2 separate regions of the Sus scrofa genome follow, and region 2 is linked to region 1. Evidence: chromatin contacts called from public HiChIP or PLAC-seq data. All regions are on one chromosome and are shown on one strand. Each heading gives the region's core, a stretch centred on a gene start, on an enhancer-like site or on the middle of the called end of the contact. The rest is flanking DNA. Distances are from core to core; before and after follow the strand shown.

Region 1 (4,100 bases), core at 436-2,935:
TGATTCACAATGTTGTGTTAGTTTCAGGGGTACAGCAAAGTGATTCAGTTATACACCCATACATATTTTTTCAGGTTCTTTTCCATTACAGTTTATTACAAGATATTGAATATAGTTCCCTGTGCTCTACAGTAGGCTCTTGTTGTTTATTCCATTTTTAAAAATTTTATGTATAATAGTGTGTATCTATTAAACCCAAACTCCTAATTTATCCCCCCACCCCCTTTCCCCTTTGTAACCATAAATTTGTTTTCCATTACAAATAGTATTTTGACTAGAGGTTCCAGATGACAAAGGGGCCCAAAGACATTACTTATGTCTTTTGTGGGCCCCTTCCTGCATTTAAAAATATTAAATTACATTTTACAACTGCGTTGGTATAAAGACATATATAATCCAAGTTGGCTTATATTCATTTTTTCTTCTGATTTTAAAAGAAATGAAAAAAAATTCTTTTTTCAGGCCCCTAAAAGTATGCTGGACTCGGTGCACTGTGGCTTAATTATGCTGAATGTATTTGCAAGCGCTGGGTCCAGGACCCCCAAAAGGTTGAGACTCCTGTGAATTTTTTTTCTCCATTGTTTTCCATATGCTGCCTTGAGCCATATGGAGTTCCCAGGCCAGGGATCAGATTCAAGCCACAGTTGTAACCTAAGTTGCAGGTGCGGCAACATGAGATCCTTACCCCACTATGGTGGGCCAGGATCAAACCCAGGTGCCAGTGCTCCCAAGACAGGGCAGATCCCGTTGAGCCAGATCCCATTGTGCCACAGCAGGAACTCCTCCTGTGAATTTTAGGAGTGGTTGTTTGCAGCTTCAGGATATGCCATCTTGGGAGTTCCGGTTGTGGCACAGCGGAAGCAAATCTGACTAGGAAACGTGAGGTTGTGGGTTCGATCCCTGGCCTTGCTCAGTGGGTTAGGGATCTGGCATTGCTGTGAGCTGTGGTGTAGGTCGCAGATGCAGCTCAGATCCTGTGTTGCTGTGGTGTAGGCCGGCAGCTGTGGCTCCAAAGGGACCCCTAGCCTGGGAACTTCCATGTGCCGTGGGTGCGGCCCTAAAAAAGACAAAAAGACCAAAAAAAAAAAAAAAAAAAAGATATGCCATCATGCATCTTGGAGTTCCCTGGTGGCTCATTGGGTTGAGGGTCTTGCATTGCCACTGCTGTGGCTCCAGCTGTGGCTCAGGTTCCAGGTTCGATCCCTGACCCTGGAACTTCCACTTGCAAAGGTTAGGCCCAAACAACAACAAACCAGATATGCCATCTTGCTGCCCCTCTTCCAACGACATGGGCGTCCCCAAACCCTTCCGGGAAGGCCATGATTCCTGCACCCCTCCACACCCCAATTATCCCATCCCCTCTGTTCGATTTCCTGGTAAACATTAACTACTAATTGAGATGAACTAATTTTTAAATTGTGGTTCTTTCTTGCTAGACTGTGCGACCCCGAGGGCAGGGCTTTTGTCCCTCTGGGCCCCTGTTGTGGTCCCCAGCGCCCAACGTGGCAGCGGGCAGAGGGAGAGAGGGTGTCATTTGGGGTGTCTCGGGGACTTTCCCGGTCCCGCTGGGAAAGCGTGATCTCACCTCCTTCCTCTCTCCTCCCCGGACGCGGAAGGGGCAGGCGGAGGCTGCAGGCGGAGACCGCGCGCCTCCAACCTCCGGCGCGCCCTCGGCTGCTGCCCGCACCGCGGTCGGGGCGTCGGGCCGTCGGGCCGTCAGGCCACCAGCCCCAGCCCCGAGGACTCCAGCAGCGCGGCGGCCGTCTCCATGGTTCCCTGGTAGGTGAGAAAGGGGTGAGGGCCGGCCGGGGAGGGGCGGGGGACCCCCGCAGGCCAACAGGGGGCCCGGTGCCCCTCGCCGGCGTTCGAGGCCAGCTGCCCCCACTTGGAACTTCTGCCGGCCTCCCTCCGCGTGTTCAGTGCTCCCCTCAATACTCCAGTTCCCTTCCCTGACCTAAGTCCTCCCCAGACCCCCAGCTCTTACCCGTCACCCCGAATCCTCCCCCAACACTCAGGTCTTCCCCTCCAACACCCCATTCCTTCTCCACATTTCTGATTTCTTCCCCGAGCTGGGCGCTCTGTCTGTTCCAGCCCCTGTTCCTCTCGCCCGCGATCGCCGCCCCCCGCCCCTCCCCCAGCCCCTCCGGGGCCTTGGTTGGGGGGGGGCTCCCCCTGCGGGAGCGCGCTGCCTCGGTCCGAAGTGTCCCATCTGGAATCTTCAGCACCCCCTACTCCCCATCTTTTCCCGCGGGGTACGGGGTTGGGTTGGTCGGTACCTGCCCAGGAGACAGACTATCCAGGACTGGTTTCTGGCACCACTCGGAGCCCGGTGGCCCCAGGCCTTCTTCCTGGCACCTGCGTTCCTTCCCTCTCCTTGTGGCTGAGACAGGGGTCTGGGGGAGGGGGCACCCCAGTGTGACCCAGGAAAGCTGGAAGCCTGGTGTCTAGGTGCCAGAGTTGGGGGGGAGGGGTTGGTGGGTGCTACAGGCTCTCGAACCTTCCTGGGCCTCTGTGTCTTCCAAATAAGGGACGTTCATTCTTTCTTCAAAGAACGTTTATGGAGCACCTGCTGTGTGGGGGAGACACTGTTCAGTATGCTGGGCACACAGTAGGGGCCAAATAGTGTCCTCATGGAGCCACATGGGGTAAAAAGCGTGGCCTGTCACAGGGGTGTGTGCCAAATGCAGAGGGCAGATATCTGGTGCCATCTCCATTGGCCAGGCTTGAGGATTCCTCAGATCCAGGCTTAGGAAGGAGACTGCACATAGTAGGTGCTTAGTGAGTAAAGGCAGGGGCCCCACAGCCAGGCTGCCTGGTTGAAATTCCTGCTGCTTTACTTTCTACCTGTGTGATCCCAGGCGAAATCACTTTACCTCTCTGTGCCTCCCTTTCCCACTGGTAAACAGGCAGTCAAAATAATCTTAGCTCACAGCCTTGCCCCTCCTTTGCACAGTGCCCAGCACATGGTAGGTGCTCAGCAAACATTTATTGAATAAATGCCCTTCAGTCTCCTGATGTTTTTCAGAGACAGTCTGGCTATGTTTTGGCTTCCGGGTCTCATTGGAACATTTCTTTTTTAGCCAAAAGGAGTGAATTTTGTCCCTGCTATATGCCAGTCCTGGTGGGAGCAGATTAGACTATCTTCTTGGGGAGGGAGGAGTCAAACAGGAAACATTTATTAGGTGCCTACTGTGTGCCGGATACTATTCCATCCACTTATTCATTTATTCAGCCAATAAGTATTTATAAGGTATACGTATCTATTTATGTAAGTATACCTACTGTGTGCCTGTCCCTGGAGATACAGCTGGGAACAAGACAGATGAACGTCCCTGTTTTAGTGGTGCTCACTCTGGTAGGAGGCAGTGCACAGTCAACAGAGTTGATAGGATAAATCCATAGTGTCAGGTGGCTGGAATTTGAAAGGAGAGAAATAAAGCAAGGAGTGTGGGGGATGGGCTTCAGTTTTAAGCAGGGTGTCCACGGTTGACCTTGGTGAGGAGGTGACATCCTTCAGGCAGACCTGAAGGAGGCGAGGGAGCCCGCAGTGTGGGTATCTGGGGAGAGGTACTCTAGGCTTTGGGAACAACCAGTGCAAAGGTCCTGAGGCAGGCTTATGCCTGGTGTGTTGAAGGAACAGTGTGGCTGGATCAGAGGAAGTGAGGGGGGCAGTGGGAGGGATGGGGGTCTGCAGGGAGGACTTGATCAAGTGACTCCTGTCAAAAACGATTCTTGGAGTTCCCATCGTGGTGCGGTGGAAACGAATCCAACTAGGAACCATGAGGTTGCGGGTTCAATCCCTGGCCTCTCTCAGTGGGTTAAGGATCCAGCATTGCCGTGAGCTGTGGTGTAGGTCACAGACGTGGCTTGGATCCTGTGTTGCTGTGGCTGTAGTGTAGGCGGGCAGCTGTAGCTTCTACTGGACCCCTAGCTTGGGAACCTCCATATGTTGCAGGTGCCACCCTAAAAAAAAAAAAAGCAAAAAACCAAAAACAATTCTTGATTTCTTCCCCCAATCCCAAACCAGCCGCTCCCATGTCCTCCTCATCTCACACATTCAAATGTCCAGGAATCCTTTCCCCCTCCTGCTCCCCTCCTGT
Region 2 (4,326 bases), core at 871-3,370, 130 kb after region 1:
ATTGAACCACATCCTCATGGACACTAGTCAGTTTCATTAGTGCTGAGCCACAATGCGGGAGTCCCCTAAATTCTTTTTTTTTCTTTTTTGCTTTTTAGGGCCGCACCCTCGGCATATGGAGGTTCCCAGGCTAGCAGTCAAATTGGAGCTATAGCTGCCGGCCTACACCACAGCCACAGCAATGCACAGGACTCGAGCCATGTCTGCAACCTATAACGCAGCTCACAGCAACACCAGATCCACATAAAAGAGATATTTTTTTAGATTCCACATAAAAGAGATATTATATGACATTTGTCTTTCTGTATCTGGCTTACTTAGTATGATAATCTCTAGTCTACCCATGAAACTGCAAATGGCAGTATTTCATTCTTTTCATGGCTAATATTCCATTGTCTATACATACCGCATTGAATCTGGGCCAGGGATTGAATTTGAGCCACAGCTGCCACCTACTGCAGGATCCTTTAACCCACTATGCTGTCCAGGGATGAAACCTGAGCCTCCGCAGTGACCATGCTGATGCAGTCAGATTTTAACCGACTGCCATGCAGCCAGAACTCGTATACCACTTTTTTTTTTGTTGTTTTTTTTTTGGCTTTTTAGGGCCACATTGATGGCATATGGAAGTTTCCAGGCTAGGGATGGAATTGGAGCTGCAGCTGCTGGCCTACAACACAGACACAGCAAGGCTAGATCCAAGCCGCATCTGTGATCTACATCGCAGCTCACGCACCGCCAGATGCTTAACCCACTGAGCAAGGCCAGGGATCAAACCTGCATTATCATGGATACTTGTGTTCCTACTGCTGAGCCACAACAGGAACTCCCCCACATCTTATTAGTCTAATAGGTTGGTTCTATGTCTTGGCTATTGTACATAGTGCTACTGTGAACATTGGGGTGCATTTATCTTTTCAGATTATGATTTTCTCATGACATATGACCATATGCATGTTTTCAGATTGCAAGATGGTAGCTCTACTTTCAGTTTTTTTGAGGAAATCCCATACTGTTCTCTATAGTGGCTGCACCAGTTTACATTCCCAGCAATAGTAGAGGAGGGCTCCCTTTTCTCCACACCCTCTCCATTATTTATTATTTTTAGGCTTGATCCTAAATTCTTACCATTTCCCTTCCTCCTATCTCTCTTAAAAAAAACAAAAAAGCAAACAAACAAAAAACCAACAAAAAAACGGACTGGCCTAAACTGAGTTAACTTTGGGTTATGAGATGAAAAGTCATTTTCATCATCTTCTACGTCGAGATTTTTTTTTTTTTTTCTTCCCCTTCCAAATTAGTTGTACCTAATGTCCTTTACAGGTCTTTTACAGAAAGACCTTTCTTTCTCGTAGAAAGTGGTTTGGGCTGAAGCAACATAGTTAATATTTGTATATTTGTATACAGGTAAGAGTTTAAATAAAGAATCTATGCATGAGACAAACTAAAGAAACATTGTTTGCCCTCAGGATGGATTTGTGAACAGTTTTTGTCTTGGACTGTTTTAATCGTGTGTGTGTGCGTGCGTGTGTGTGTGTGCGCGCGTGCGAGCGTTGGGAATGGGGGTTATTAGATTTTTTTATTCTGTGTTTTTCCAGCTTCCAACCGCGTCAAGCCGAGGGATGGATATTCAGAAAGAACGAGAATCACCTGGGCTGACAGAACCAAATGTTCATATTGGGAGTATAATGTAACAGGTCCTGTAACGTTGTCTATAATAAGCCCAAAAAAATATGACCCATATTGGTTTCTTTAGCGTAGCGGTTATCACGTTCGCCTAACACATCAAAGGTCCCTTGTTTGATCCCGGGTGGAAACATTCCCTTTATCATTTCTTTATTATAGAATTTTAAAATTTGCTTCAAAATAACTGCAGTAGAAATTCAGGTTCTATGCTCTTTTTTTTATTTCTCTAATCTTTGTAGATATGGGATTTTATAAGTTATTGCAAAGTAATACAAATATTACTACAGAAAGTTTTAAATGGACCGTAAGAGCAGGGAAAAATGGAAAAGCTCCTTAACCATGTGCGTTGGCCGGGAATCGAACCCGGGTCAACTGCTTGGAAGGCAGCTATGCTAACCACTATACCACCAACGCAACGATGGAACACAATTTTCTTAGGTTTCTTTAGTAGAAGTATTACGTTTATTTGGGCGATACCAAGTTACTTGAGGGGGTGTCTTTCTCTTTAATAGCTCTCCCGGCACAGGAAGGAGCAACCCAAGGGACGTTTCACTCCATTGGATGCGGGGGCATGCTGGCGTGTCCCCCCCCAGTGCTCCGGCCTCTTTGGTGCCGGCCGAGCGGTGGCCAATCCCAGGCCGCCGCCTGGGCCGCTCGACTTCCGGGTCAAAGGGGCCTGAGCTGCCGGGTACCCCAGTGTCCGCCGCCTCCGCTGTCCCCCGCGCCCGCCACTTCCGGGGCCGCAGTCCCGGGCATGGAGCCCCGAGCTTGAGGTGCCGCTGGCCCCGGGACACCTTGCCCAGCCCGGCCGCCGCCCTGCACCGGCCCCGAGCCCTGGTGAGCTGCGCCCGCGCGCCCCGTCCGGCCCCGGCCGCGACCCTGAACCCACCATTGACCGGGCCCGCCTGAGCCTCAACCGTGGACTCTCCATTCACCCGCCTACCGGGTGCCCTCTGCCCCGGTCCGCGCACTCTGGCCCCGCCATTGACCAGACTCGCGGTTCCTCCAGTCCCCGCCTCTCTTCATCCCATCTTCCCCGCTCGACCCCTCCGCTTGCCGCGCGACCTCTCAGCCTCTTCTCGGCCCGGCCCGGCCCGACCCGACTTTCTCTCCCATCCCTTTGCTGCCCAGGCCACCTATCTCTGGCTCCTTCCGGGGGTGCCGCACCTGGTAACACCTTCCTTTCCCTGCAGGCTGTGGAGGGCCCCGTCTTCTCCCCCTCCCCATGCAAACACATACTACCTATCTGAGAGCAGAGGCCACCTCCCTGACCTGCGTCCTGACCCCCACCTTTTCACCCCTCCCCAACGCTTGGCCTCCTCACCCGCATCCTCACAAGGTCCAGCCGCCTCTCTCAGCTTCCCTCCCAGGCCTCTCCAGCCACCCACCTTTTCCTACATAGGCTTAGCCCAGTCTTGACACTTTCCCATCCATGTGGCAGCTAAGCCATCAGAAGCGGCTAGTTCCCTTTGATCCAGCTAGTTCCCTTTGACTCTCCACCGCCCCCATCTCCGCCTGCCCGCACTCCAGGAAGTCACTTGCCTTGACCACAGGAACAAATCTTTCCAGGAGCTGGGACTTAAGCCCAAGGGGTGCCCTGTAGTCACCAATCCCTGTAGTGCCCTGCTGAATCCTGGGCGAATTGGGCCCAGTGGCTGGTCATGCATGTAGGGTATGGTTCAGGACATGCAGACAGCACTGCAGGGCTGTGAGGCATCATTAGGATATACTGGGTACAGAGAATCAGGCCCGACCCTTGAGGACTCCTGAATGGAAGGAGAGTGAGTGGTTAGCCAGTCTCTCCATTAAGTTGCCCCGTTAATGGCACATTTACTCTGTTAAGGTCTGTGTCACGTCTGCAGCCGGAATGGAGGCTTTCTGGACCCTTTAGAAGGTCAGTGGTGCTGGGGCGGGGTGGCCAGGAAGGCCAGGTGTGGGCTGGTGGGATTCATTTGCCTGCTCTAGAATACAGCATTTGGCAAGAAGTGGTTTCCTGCAGTCCTGGGGTCACTGCCCTTGGGGACAGTTGGTGGGGAGCCAGCCCAGTGGAGGCAGCTTTGTGTGCTCTTGCTGGAGTTTTCTTTCTCTCCAGCATCCCACTCTAGCTGCCCCTGAAGGACTGGGGGAGAAAAAGGAGGGCCTGCTGATTTCCAGCTGGATTTGGCCGATGTGTGCCTGCACCTCGCACCCCTAACACTGTGCCTGGCACTCAATCTGCAGATGGTGTGAATTCTGGCTCTTAAAAACAACTTTAGTGTAACTTTTTTTTTTTAATGGCCACTGGCCACACATGGAAGTTTCCAGGCCAGGGATTGAATCCAAGCCATAGTAGCAATGCCAGATCCTTAACCCACTGCACCACAGTAGGAACTCCCCCTTGGTGTAATTTTAAGCAACTTTTTTAGATGACAGTGTTAGCTGTCCTGTAGTTTCTGCTTCGTCAGCTGTTTTAGCTGTGCAGTCTCCTTTAACTCTCAGAGTAGCCTTAGGCATAGGCACTGTAGTTCCATTTTATAGGTGGGGAAGTTGAGGCACAGAGAGGTTAGGTGGTTTCTTCAAGGTCACATAACCCAGTAGTGGCAGAGTCAGGATTTGAACCCAGATCTCTCTGACACTAGAGCCCTCAGTTTTCACCACTGG

Evidence for each region. HiChIP or PLAC-seq counts read pairs in DNA pulled down with a chosen protein or histone mark.
Region 2: an H3K27ac HiChIP or PLAC-seq map of alveolar macrophages shows a contact between it and region 1. The contact joins the promoter of DPP9 here to the promoter of TICAM1 in region 1. A contact is called at or near these places in 1 of 47 Hi-C or Micro-C datasets (liver) and 2 of 2 datasets of contacts at active chromatin or transcription factors (alveolar macrophages and skeletal muscle).

What each region holds. Positions count from the first base shown.
Region 1 is chr2:74,002,881-74,006,980 of Sscrofa11.1, forward strand. TICAM1 (toll like receptor adaptor molecule 1) reads left to right here and starts at 1,686. Exons shown (of 2, transcript NM_001315738.1): 1 at 1,686-1,779.
Region 2 is chr2:74,132,400-74,136,725 of Sscrofa11.1, forward strand. It overlaps DPP9 (dipeptidyl peptidase 9), which reads left to right and starts at 2,121. Exons shown (of 22, transcript XM_021084042.1): 1 at 2,121-2,523; 2 at 3,530-3,580. It overlaps TRNAG-UCC (a tRNA gene), which reads right to left and starts at 2,100; the gene lies at 2,029-2,100.